Linked DNA regions of Mus musculus: region 2 is linked to region 1. The links are chromatin contacts, called in public Hi-C maps. All regions are on one chromosome and are shown on one strand. The core of a region is the stretch at or near the end of the contact, and the rest is flanking DNA. Distances in the headings are between cores, read along the strand shown.

The links. A called contact is a pair of places that touch in the nucleus more often than the background predicts.
Region 2: a Hi-C map of gonadal supporting cells shows a contact between it and region 1, with 1.6 times the contacts expected there. The contact joins two enhancer-like sites. A contact is called at or near these places in 5 of 39 promoter capture datasets (the C10 cell line, cranial neural crest, liver and 1 more) and 6 of 484 Hi-C or Micro-C datasets (the BV-2 cell line, ECoMG myeloid progenitors, cortical neurons and 3 more).

What each region holds. Positions count from the first base shown.
Region 1 is chr2:38,685,496-38,691,544 of GRCm38.p6, forward strand. It overlaps the pseudogene Adgrd2-ps. Among named protein-coding and RNA genes, the nearest start is that of Gm36744, 16 kb to the left of the region's middle. Within about 2 kb of position 3,461, at least 63 of the 459 cell types and tissues checked have an H3K27ac peak or open chromatin away from gene starts, as enhancers often do.
Region 2 is chr2:38,864,323-38,870,608 of GRCm38.p6, forward strand. All of the region lies in intron 3 of Nr6a1 (nuclear receptor subfamily 6, group A, member 1), which reads right to left. The region is part of intron 3 of Nr6a1os (a long non-coding RNA gene); the gene reads left to right. Among named protein-coding and RNA genes, the nearest start is that of Mir181b-2, 14 kb to the left of the region's middle. Within about 2 kb of position 2,364, at least 24 of the 459 cell types and tissues checked have an H3K27ac peak or open chromatin away from gene starts, as enhancers often do.

The sequences.
Region 1 (6,049 bases), core at 2,211-4,710:
AGTTCCCCCGTACTCAGAGGCTCTATCCCAGCTCTCCCTGTGTGTCTACGTGACCCTGATGAGGTTTCTCTAGCTCAAAACAGGACACTGAAGGTGACAGAAGCTCGTTGTCATGGTGATTATGTCAGCTTGCTGGCAGTACCCCCTCCATGACCAGGAATGTTCTCCAGGCCTGCTGGGGGAGGGAGCGTAGAGGTGCAACCAGTAGAACACCCTAGGCTCCACATCTTCCCCCCCCCCACCTGTGGCTTCTTTTGTTTCTGAACTTTCTCTGATTCCTTCTGTCTCTCAGGCTATCACTGTCTTCTCTGTTGATATTTCTTCCTAGCACTGCCCCTGGGCTCTTTTCCATCTTCTAAGCTCTCTCCTGTCCCAGTCTGTGGCTCCTTCTCTGGCCTGCCCCTGGTTCCTGTGGGTGTGGTGCTGTCAGGCAGGTCCCTGATTCATTCTAGGCTGTGTCCTTGGGCGCCTGGATGCCTGTGACCATCCCCAGGCCTGGCTTTTCTTTTTTCCTCTCCTTTCCATCACACCACCTGTATCTGTATCTCTTTCCACTATACCCGAAGCCCTGACCTTCTGTCTTGGGCATAAACTAGACAGGATATACCCCAGCACAGTAACGAGATCTAGAGAGACCAGAACAGATCCAGCCTCACTTGTTATTCAGGAATGATTTTTATTTCTTCTGACCCACACTATGTCTGGTTCTATGGAAGGAAAGCAATGCCTTACCTCTGTAGCGAGGTAGCTCACATCTACCTTGGTAGACCTGCCTAATGGGGATTGAAGTCTGTGCCTCAAGGAATCTTCTGGTGATCCAATGAAATAACCTTTACAAAGGGCTGTGCGCAATGCTTGCACACCAAAGCTCTGTGAATGGGGACTCCTTTGTTTGTTCATTCATGTGTTCGTTCATTCATGCTTTACAGATCCTCCCAACCCCCAGGCCAGTTGCTGGGTCACACCCCAAAGAACATAGTACATGGGACCAAAGTGCCCACCTCATACAACCTATCCATAGTGTGGTACCACAGAGGCTGAGAGGGCAAAGGACAGCCAAAGCAGCATGGGAATAGAGAGAATTCTTATGTGGAAGGGCTGATTCTCAGCCAAGGTGTGAAAGCTGTATGCAAAGGGGTGTCATTGTGAGAGGCAGGACAATGTGAGGGCTGGTAAGAGATGGGTCAGGAGGGGACATGGGACCGGACTGTTCTGACTCCAAAGTTGCTATAGGAGACCCCAGTTTTATTGTAGGGAGTGTGAGGCATGGGTGATGTCAAGCTTGGGGTGGTGGGGTCCAGAAAGATGCCTTTGTTTGCTGGTGTGCAGTATGAAAAGGAGACTCATGGAGAAGGCAATGCTGAGGTGCAGAAGGGACAGGCTGGCTCTGGGTTTAGTGTTAGGATGTCAATCCATTATGCCTGGAGACCAGAGGCCCAAAGGCTGGAAGACCTAGGAGTCCAATGCCCTCTGCTCTTGGCCTTGGGCTTGAACAGAAAGCTGCCTTTTATGCTGTCACATGGTGTCTGAGTAAGTTCCAGGCTCTAGTTCTAGGCTCAGTTCAAGTCTGACCTTTTGGACAGCACTATCTTGGGACCAAATACAGCACTATCTTGGTACTTTGTGAGTGCCAAGGCCCTGCTGGTCCCGACACATGTGGAGAGGAGTCAGCTCTGCCCTAGCCCTGAATGCTGAGCCCTTCACACTCAATCTCTGAAGGAAATAAGAGACTTTATGGGCCGCAGAGTAAAGGGCTAGCGGGAGGGCAAGGCAGGCTTTGAGTCCTTCTGCCTCTTGACGTCCCTCAGTGTATCTACTGAATGTGGTCCTGGGCTCTTGATCCAAGGAAAGTGGGAGGTCAGACCACAGAGCAGGTGGGTGTTCCTTCTTAGTGATACGAGGCCTGTCCACAGGGCCCATACATCTTCCTTGTCTACGCTGCTTACAATGGAGAGGTGAGTATGGTGAGCATACTGTGGGGGGAAAAAAACCAAGGGAGGGTAGACTGGGGTCCCTACTCCTACTTCTCACAGAGTCAAGGGTGGACCCACCTGTTGGGCTCTAGGGAAGGTCAAGGCCTGACCTGTGCTCCCCCACAGGTGCAGAACACACTACGGAGGATGACAGAGAAGAAGGCAGCCGAGGTGCTCAGGGCAGAGCAGGTGCACCTGGCCAAGGGTGAGGGGGCCCTGGGGCCAGATGGACAGGGCCAAGCACAACACCTCTTCTTTCAGACACTCTCTGGCCCTTGTGACCTACAGGCTTCATGTCCCTGGGTCATGGCCCAGGAGAATGCCCGAGTCTGGGATTCTCAGAGAAGATCTGTTGCTCTGAGAGGTACAATCTCTATCTCCATGCCTAGTGTTTCCTGCTGCCTTGATTTCTCCATCACTCAGCCAGAGCTAGGAGAACAGCAGCAGACTCTATAAGCCTACTAGAAAGACAAAGAAACTGAGACCTTGGAGAACAGTTGGGTGACCAACCAGAGGTGGGGTCTACTTAGAACTCCTGTCTAGGGTTCCTAGCCCAGGGTAGGGGGGTAAGGAGAGGAAGTGTGCCTGAGCCCCTGATACGAGAGCTGGGTGGGCCTCAATTTCCTCACCACTAATCTGAGAGTAAAGTTCTGAGCAGATTTTTAGGGTGTCTGATAGTGGGGGTCCAATGTCTTAGCCTGTGCACAGTTCACCAAATATTTCCCCCTTTTAGGGACCCATAGACCCAGGATTCCCTCAGCCTTCTCTTCCATTACAGAACCCAGAAGACCCATAAGGCTAGATAGAACAAGGGACCAGCTAGTGTAATGGCAGGGTTGGGGACACAGCAAAGGCTAGGACAAGGTTGGTGAGCACTGACTGCAGGGACCTTGTCCTCTGCACTGGAAAGCTAGAGCTGTAGGCTGACAGACCTAAAAGCCAAGGCCTCTTGGGAAGGGCCAGGAGCTCCCAGGGGACAGGGGACAGGAAAAGGGACCTATCTTTCCTGTTCTCTTTTTTAGGCTGTGGAGCTGACAGTGTTTAAGACTTCAGGTACTTCTCTTCCTGGGCAGACTCCCTCATCCCTCCACTCCCACACTGCTCCAAGATGAAAATAATTTGAGACTCAACCATACAAGAACCAATCTTAGATCAGCGCTGCCTAGTCTCAAACTATACCCATGGCTGGCTGAAAGAGAGGCCTGTTTTTGGAACTCTTGCTGGGATTAGGCTCAGTGCCCAACCCCAGGCCGGTGCTGATTCTGGTCCACCAGTCAGGGGAGGCTGCTTTCCTCGAAGTGTGCAGAGGAGGCCAAGCATCCAGAGGAGCTGCGACTAAGGCAGCCAGTGGCGTAGCAGGAACCAGGCTTACCTGTACAGATGCGGCATCTGAGATGTAGCAATAGTCATAGGGGTGTGATCCACAGACCAAGGTTTGTGGCAGGCAGCCTTGAATGTTCAGCTTCTGGTCCGCTAAAAGGGGCCGAAGCGCCCCCTGCAGGCAGATCAGGGGCGCAGGGCTAGGCAAGATCAGAGCGCGCAGCTGCCCCTCACCCGACAGGCCCAACCCCCCCCTCCACCCCGCCCCCACCCGCAAGCACAACCGTCTGCGAGAACAAGAGCCACTGCAGCGCCTCTGTGCCTTTGTCTCTGCTGAATGGGTGCGTTGCTAGGGCTGCTCGTAGCAACGAAGCCGCTTCCACTTCGGCCCCACTTTCCCGACCCCTACTCTGCCCGACGATCCCTGCTTCTTGCCCCCAGCTCCTCCCAACCACGCACTCAGGCAACCTGGGCAAAGGTTCCGGCGAGGGGTGGCTGCTGGCCATGCGTCCTTTCCGAAAGCTCTGGGGACAGTAGGTGCATGCAGGTGCTCTGACTGTAGAGAAACTGTCTCAGGGAGACCATGAGGGGCAGGCAGGCTGGGGTGGCAGAGTTTTCCCCCAAGTCTCTGTTCCCAGACCCTCCCTAATCTTGGCCATCCCTGCCAGCTCTGCCCAAAGAGAGCCCTTGCACTTTCCTACAGGGGTCTAAAAGGCACGTATGTGCAGGGTTTTCCTCCCAGCCTTTCAGGAGCTCAGTGGCCAGAAGACCTCAGCTCATCAACGGAAACCCAGACTGAAATGTACAGCAGGCAGCTCCACGTGAGAGAAAAGCAGCTCTGGACCAGACCGGCTGGTCCTTCTGTTTGTCTTAGTTCCTTCCACTTTCCAGAGGCGCCCATCAGTGCCTGATAATAAACCAGGTGTTGAAGCTTTCTGCCTATGCCACCCCCAACACACACACACACACACACACACACACACACACACACACACACACACACACACACGGAGAGGTTGTCTTCCTGGCCAGGAAGGGGTAGATGGACAGGGCCGTCTGAGAGGAGCGGGAGCAGAGAAGCTGTCAGTTTGACTTTGGGATTCTGCCTTGCCACTAGGCTTGCTAGTTTTTGTTAGCACTTAAAAAAAAATTGTCTTGTGTGTGTGCATGTGCTGGGATGTGGAGGTCAGGGAACAGCTTACATGACTCAATTCTCCCCTTTCACCATGTAGGCTCTGGGCATAAAGTTTAAGTCATCCGGGTTTGTGGCAAGTGCTTTTAGTCCCTGAGTCATCTCTTCTGCCCAGCAGTCAGCCTATTCAGCAGTGGCAGTGTCCCTGGCCTGAGGCTATAGATCCCCACTCTGCTGGGAGATTGACTTAGTCCTAACTGTGTAGGCACAGGCCTGGGGCTTCCCTGCTGCCAGTCTAAGCTCATGAGCAGCAGGTGTGGGCACCTGGGCACTGATTTCTGGAGGTGTGAGGCATGGCTGCTCACAGGTAGCTGGGCTTCACTCAGGAGTGAGGGATTGGTTGTCTCACTGAGGAGGAACCGGCATGGAAGTCAACTGAAAACAGGCCAGGGCACTACCTCACCGTGCAGCCACCAGTCGGATCCCCAACACCATCCAGCCTGCCTCCTTTGGGGCTACAGAGCTGGGTCAGGGTGTGCACAGGACAAGTGAGACAAAAGGGCAGGGTGAGTGAGGAACCCCCAAGAGCCAGAGAGGCACAGACAGTCCCTGGGCTTTGGTGGCTTCCTCCCTGAACCCTATGTGGGTTGCAACTGGGACACAATTCCTGGAGAGCATTGGCTCACCTATGCAAGTCCAGGTCTCCAGGCATTTGTTTCTGGGGACCTACGATGTGGAAGAACTTGAAGCCCTCCCTGTCTGTCATTTGCAGAATGGGGGATAACAGGCTCTCTCTCAGAAGACCTTATGATACAGTCCTATGCTAGTTTGGGGCACAGCAACTACCCTGCACCCAGTAAATACGCAGAGAAGGTCAGCTATGACCTGAGACATGTAGGGCTGTAGGCAGAGGAAGCTGTGTTCAAGGCATTGAAGGCTCTGCCTGGGTGGAGAGGCCAGAGATTCACAAGAGAGAAGACAGCAGAGCCCCTGCCTTTCACTGGGAACGCAGGCCCAGGAGGAGGAAAGGCTGGGCCAGTTGTCCATTCCCTCTGGAGCAGGTGGACTTTGTTAAGTATCAGCAGCATACATGCTCAGCCCTGGCAGGACCCATGGCCCATGACTCGGGGCCCAGGGGGTGTGTGAGGAGGTAGAAAGAACCAGGCCCTTGGTGGCCCATAGCTAGCTGCATTTCCATGCGCTCTGAATCCCTTCCCTTGCAGAAGGCCCCTGTTCCAGTCATAAAGGTTTGGGGATCAGGGGGCAGGACTAAGGGGCTCTTTCCAGGCCTTTCCATCCTACATATCTCTTCTTCCTCCCACACCCTCTATGCTCCAGCCACACGCAGTCAGCTGGCGCCACCCTCTTTCTTTTTATTGCCACACTGTTCTATCTGGGCTGTCTTTGTTTCTGTTAAGCTGGTAAATTCCTAGGCATCCTTAAAAACCCAATTTGACCCTTCTCCTGTGAGCTGAATCAACGACTTTCTTATTTGTGGTTCAATTACATAAGGGGCCACATCGTATCATCTGGTTAATTAAGACCGTTTTCTTTAAGCCTGGGCATTGCCTTGGGACAAAGCAGGAGAAGAACATTTTTCTGCCACCTCCCCCTAAAGGAGGTA
Region 2 (6,286 bases), core at 1,114-3,613, 180 kb after region 1:
TAAAAAACCAGTTGGGTAATTTGTAACTATATAAAATACAGATTTAAACAAATAAAAGATATGTACTCAAGATAATGAATGGGCTAAAGAAAAACAAAAATCGCTATAGACAGCATAGTACTGGGGTTAAGACAAGCTTTGGTTCCCAAAGATTAACCTGTTTAACAAAATTAATTTCCAAAGCTTAACTTATCAAGATATGAAAATTTTCATACCTCATAACTACATGAGTTTTCCCCCAGGTTATATGGGTCACTCAACTTTCAAACCTCAATCAGTAAAACCACATCAACAAAACATATACATCAAGATACAGAAACTGTATTTAAACACTTGGGCATTGTTCATAATAAAAATCCTACCAAGCTACAAATAGAAAAGGAAGGAAGTTTCCAAAAGCTGATTGTATTTTATCTTTTTTAATCTATAGCTTCCTGACCTCAAAACTGGCTAAAAGGCTAGGCGTGGTGGCAGATGCTTGCAATCCCAGCATTTGAAGGCTGCTATAAGAAGACTGCAAATCCCAAATCAATCCAGGATACAGGGAGAGATTCTTTCTCACAAAAAACAAAAGCAAAAACAAAAACCAGACTAGGCCGGGACATGCTGATACACACCTAAATCCCAGTACTTGGGAAGAAGTAGTAGGTGGGATCTCTTATGACCCTTCCTGGTCTACACAGCAAGTTCTGGGCAGCCAAGGCTAGTAAGACACTGTTTAAAAACAAACAAACAAACAAACAAACAAACAAACAAACAAACAAAAAAACAAGAAACCTGACTATAGACCATAAAAGCAAAGCAGCTGTGACACTTGGAGATGGGGTGTGGCTCAGTGGCAAAGTACTTACCTAACATACTCATATACTTGAGTTCAAACTCGAGTATTGAAAAACAAAAACAAAACAGCATGTTATAGACATTATGACAGGCAGGCCAATAGAATGTCTGCATGTCTGTATCTTACCAAATATTTGTGTGTAGTTTGTTTGATTGTTTTTTGTTTTTGTGTTTTGTTTTGTTTTTGTAGTGCTAGGTACTAAACCTAGAGTCTTGTGCATGCTAAGCAAGGCCAAATAATTTTTTGACAATTTTTTCCATATTCAATAGGGAAAGAAATCTTTTTAACACAGAGCCTAGGAAAACAATGGCTATATACAAAAGAATGAAATTATATGTTACCTTGCACTATATCCAAAAAATTATCAAATATAAAATATAAAGAAAAAGAATAAAATTTTTATGAGAAAACAGGTAGAAAGCTTCATGACAGTGAATGCACATCTAGAATACCCACCTGAGTGGACTAAAAAGTTTTTACAAAACTGGTAAAGTGCACTTCTGGGTGTGTCTGTGAGGGTTATTTCTATGGAGGATTAACTAACAGGGACAGGTAAATAAGCTGGAGGCTCACATGCAGCAGCAGAGGAAAACTGAAGAAAATACACATATATTTTGCTTCCTAGCAACAGAGAAATATTTAGCTAATCACTTCACACACACCCCCCTCCTTGCTCAGTTGTTAATCCAAGTAACAAAAAGAGGTGGGCGGTGGTGGCGCATGCCTTTAATCCCAGCACTTGGGAGGCAGAGGCAGGTGGATTTCTGAGTTCGAGGCCAGCCTGGTCTACAAAATGAGTTCCAGGACAGTCAGGGCTATAGAGAGAAACCCTGTCTCAAAAAAACAAAACAAAACAAAAAAAGACTAACAAAAGTTGTTACAAAGAAAATGGATCATAGTTGATCTGTGGTTCATAAGCTTTTGGAACTGGCTCTCAAGAGGAACATGAAATAGTCTCAAGAAGCTAACTAGGGCAGTGACTCTGGTAAGTGCTCAGAAGATAGGCATGTTAGTAGAAATGCACAAAGTCTACACTCCTGAGGTTTCAGATGGACTAAAATGTGAATTATAAAGATTGCTCTTGAGGTTTCCAGTGGGATTGAGGACTCTATTGGGAAGTCATTCATGTTACACTCTGGCAAAGAGCTTTCTTACATGTGCTGAGACTTCTCGCAACTCCCAAGTTCAAAGATATGGACTAAATTTAGGCTGTGGCAGGCTATGGTTGATTAGTCAGATTAACAGTGATAATCATGAACAAAAAACAGTCAAAAGACAAAAACCTTTCCGTGGACATTAAATTTCTTAAGAAGAAACCCTACCTTGCAAGGTACCAAACATGTCCTTAGGGCATCACAGAAGATGCCAGAATCTACCCAAGGGAATGAATGTTTTAAACTCATCTCCAAGAATTCCCTTAAGTGAAATCCCAGGTACCCAGCTGGTGGCACAGGGCTGCCTAGGGAAACGGATTCAAACATGTGGGTACTCATAGGCTACTGTGACTGTGGTCCAAAGGGTTCAGCTACTCTAGCACTATATAGACAACACCAAGGTCTGCTAATAGCTTGAGTGTTATCCTCAAGACAGTAGTTTTGCAGCATGCAAAATTCAAGAGTTAGTAAAGATACAATAGGAAATCCCTGTAAGCTAGAAATGCCAAGAACATGGACTATCACTAAAAGCTGCAAGCAGCAAGCAAAGACAGCCCAAAGGAGAAGTTGTGCAAGCTGAAACCTGAAAGGCCATGGGGCGGGATTGCACAAATGTCTTGGAGCTTACATCATACTATTTTGTACCTCCCAGATAACAACAGATTCCAGAAAAAGAGCTACACATTTTAAATGCTTGTCTCAATAGGTTTCTCTCTTGCTTTGATCTTATCTCTTCTTTCTATGTCCTTATTTCTCTCTTTTGGGCAGAAATGTGACATTGTGATCTTGGGAGTGTGCAACTTACTTTTGATAATCCAGGTAATTCATCTAAGAGTTTCTCAAAGAAGGAATTTCAACTTTTGAAACATGTTTGAATTGCTAAGATTTTTGAGAACTCTAGGAAATAGATTATGTGCACTGTGCTTTACAAGATGGCTCTTAGAATGGAGGGTAGATTATTATGATTTGAATATGAAACGCCCCCAGAGGCTAATGTGCTATCACTATTTGAGAGGTGGTAGAAAGTTTCAGAGGTGATGCCTACCTGGGGAATTATCAATTCAGGGAGGGAATCTCTAAAAGTTAAACCAGGTCTCCCATCCTTCACTTTCTCCGTTTCCTATATATCATAAAACAAGTGACTGCTGGCCATATGTTTCTGCTACATCAGGTGACCAAAGATATATATGTGAGTATGTGGGGTACTTCATATTGAAACTGTAATAATGACTTTGGACTGAGCAATGGTTTTATGGCTATAAAACTCAAAGTACAGACAAAAATAAGAATAAAGCATATTGAACAACATCAAAATTAAAATTCCAGGGCAGTATACAATTCAGCTATTGAAGACATACTTGGAATGTATAATATCCTGAGAATGATGTAAACACAAAAAATTCAAAATAAAAAAAAAGCCCTGTGTGTCTATGAATATATTCAACAAAGTAAAGAAATCAGTATGCAAAATGGGGGAGGTTGCAAATTAGGTATCTGATAAATTGTTATTACCTAGAATTTAAAAGAATTCCCCTATGACTAAAACAACCAGGCAAACCTACTGAGACGCTAATTTAAAAGGAAGCACAAAAGTTGAATACATTGCAGATACAAATTTCAAATAAGCACATGAAAAGATGTTAATACCACTAAAGATTAGGGAAAATACAAATAAAAATAAAAAATACAGGATGTGGTAAGGATGTAAAGAAACTGGAGGGCTGGAGAGATGGCTCAGTGGTTAAGAACATCGACTGCTCTTCCGAAGGTCCTGAGTTCAAATCCCAGCAACCACATGGTGGCTTACAACCATCCGTAATGAGATCTGATACCCTCTTCTGGTGCATCTGAAGACAGCTACAGTGTACTTAGATATAATAAAAAATAAATCTTTAAAAAAAAAAAAAAAGAAACTGGAATTCTTACATATATATGTTAGCAAAAATATAAAATGGTGATTCTAGTATTGAAAACAATACAACATATATACATAACAAAAATTAAAGAAAAAAAGAATCCGTGAATTTGAAAGAAAGTCAGAGGTGGTACTTGGGAGGACATGGGTGGATGGATAAAATCTCAAAAAGTAAAAAGTTATATAAAAATAATTTTTAAAAACAGAAGTTACTTAAAAACAAAAAACACAATTATCACATGGTTCAGCAATTCCACTTCTGGGTATAGTCCCAAAAGAAATTAAAATAGTAACTCAGAGATACACTGCTGTACACCCATGTTCACAACAAGATTCACAATAGCTCAATGTTGAAGAAAACCAAGCATCCACTAACTAGTGAATAAATAAATAAAATATGGTATATACATGTAACATTATTCAGCCTTAAAGAATAAGTGAATTCTAACAGATCATACAACAATATGAGTAAATTTTGAGAGCATTATTTGCTAAGTCACAAAAGAACAAATATTGTGATTCCACTAATAGGAATATCTATATGGAGTAAAATCCATAGATACAGAAAGAGCTTATTACAAAACTATAATAAAACACTGTGGTACAGAGATAATGACATATGGGATGCCCAGAACAATGTCCTGACATATATAGCCATTCTGTTCCATTTGTCGATTGACAGGTCGGTCCTAGGAGATACAGGAAGTTACTATTAAAACAGTATGAATTTCAGTTCTAAATATGAGTTCTATAGATGGATGCTGATGACATTATATATGCTGATGATGTGAATGTAAGCAATACTACTGAATGGCATGCTTGAAAGTACTGAAAGCAAATGTCACCTGTCTTCTACTACAAATTTAAAAAGATAAAAGGAGAGCCATACCCAGGAGAGATGGTTAAGTGGGTAAAAAAAAATTGCCACATAGTTTGAGGCCCTGAACCCATGTAAAGGGCAGATCTGTAGCATAAGCATCTATAATCCTGATGCCACTACCAGGACATGGAAGGCCAAAAAAGGAGAATTTCCAGAAGCTCACAAGCTAGTCTGACTTATGCAGTGGAAAACACAGAGACCCTCTTTTCAAACAAGGCAGACAATGGGGACTGATGCCAGAGGTTGGCTGCTGATCTCTACATGCACACAGTGGTACATGTCATGCACATACTCACATACACACACACACACACACACACACACACACACACACACACACACACACAGAGACAGAGACAGATAGACAAGTGCGTGCGCACTCACACACATGAAAGAGTCAGACATGGTAGTCGGTGCCAGTAATCCTTGAAATAATGAGGCATAACCAAGACAATTATGAGCTCAAGGCCAGCCTGAACTGAGCTGAGCTGAGCTGAGCTATATGGTGTGTTATATCACACCAGGAGCTACACAGAAAAATCTGCTATCTACACACACACACACACACACACACACACACACACACACAGAAACACACACACACACACACCAGGAGCTACACAGAAAAATCTGCTATCTACACACACACACACACACACACACAGACACAGAAACACACACACACACACACACACACACACACACACGAAGTGTTATATTCCACCAAGAGCTATACAGAGAAATTTGGTATTTATTACATGCATGTGCACACACTTGCAATTGAAAAAAATTATTTAAAATGATAACTGAAAGAAAAATGTATATAGAATTAACATTACATTTGATAATAGAAAATTACCTCTTTCTACCTAAGATTCAGAACAAGACAAGAATATCATTGCCATCAATATCCACCACTATACTGGAAATCTTACCCAGAACAGTAAGAAAAATAAATAAACACCATAAACATCAAAAAGGAAAACATAAGGTGGTCTTTATTCACTGTTATGCACACAAGAGTCCCAACAGATTTTTTTAAGTGACTAGCAGAACTAGTAAACAAATCCAATACAAATTCAATACACAAAATCAATTGCATTTCTATACAACTAGGCAACAACTGAGCAAATCCACTTTAAAACCAGTTTGGTTCATAATAGTATTCAAAAGCAAAATAGTTACAAATAATTTTAATGAAAAGCAAGATAAATATTAATATTCTTAAAACATTAATGAGAAAAAATAAAGATTCTACATTAAGTGGCAAGACAAACTAACTCCAAGGATTAGAAAACTGCTATTGTTAAGATGGCAACGTGAGCCAGGATAGAACACTTCGCTCACAGGGTCAAGAGACTCAGTTTACCCAGCACTGAAAAGAAGAATACAACTCTTCTGATAGGATCATTATAATTCAATAAAAATCTCAGTAATGTTTTTGTTTTTTAAATAAGTTGATTCTAAACTTTATATGGACTTTTAAAAAACAAAAA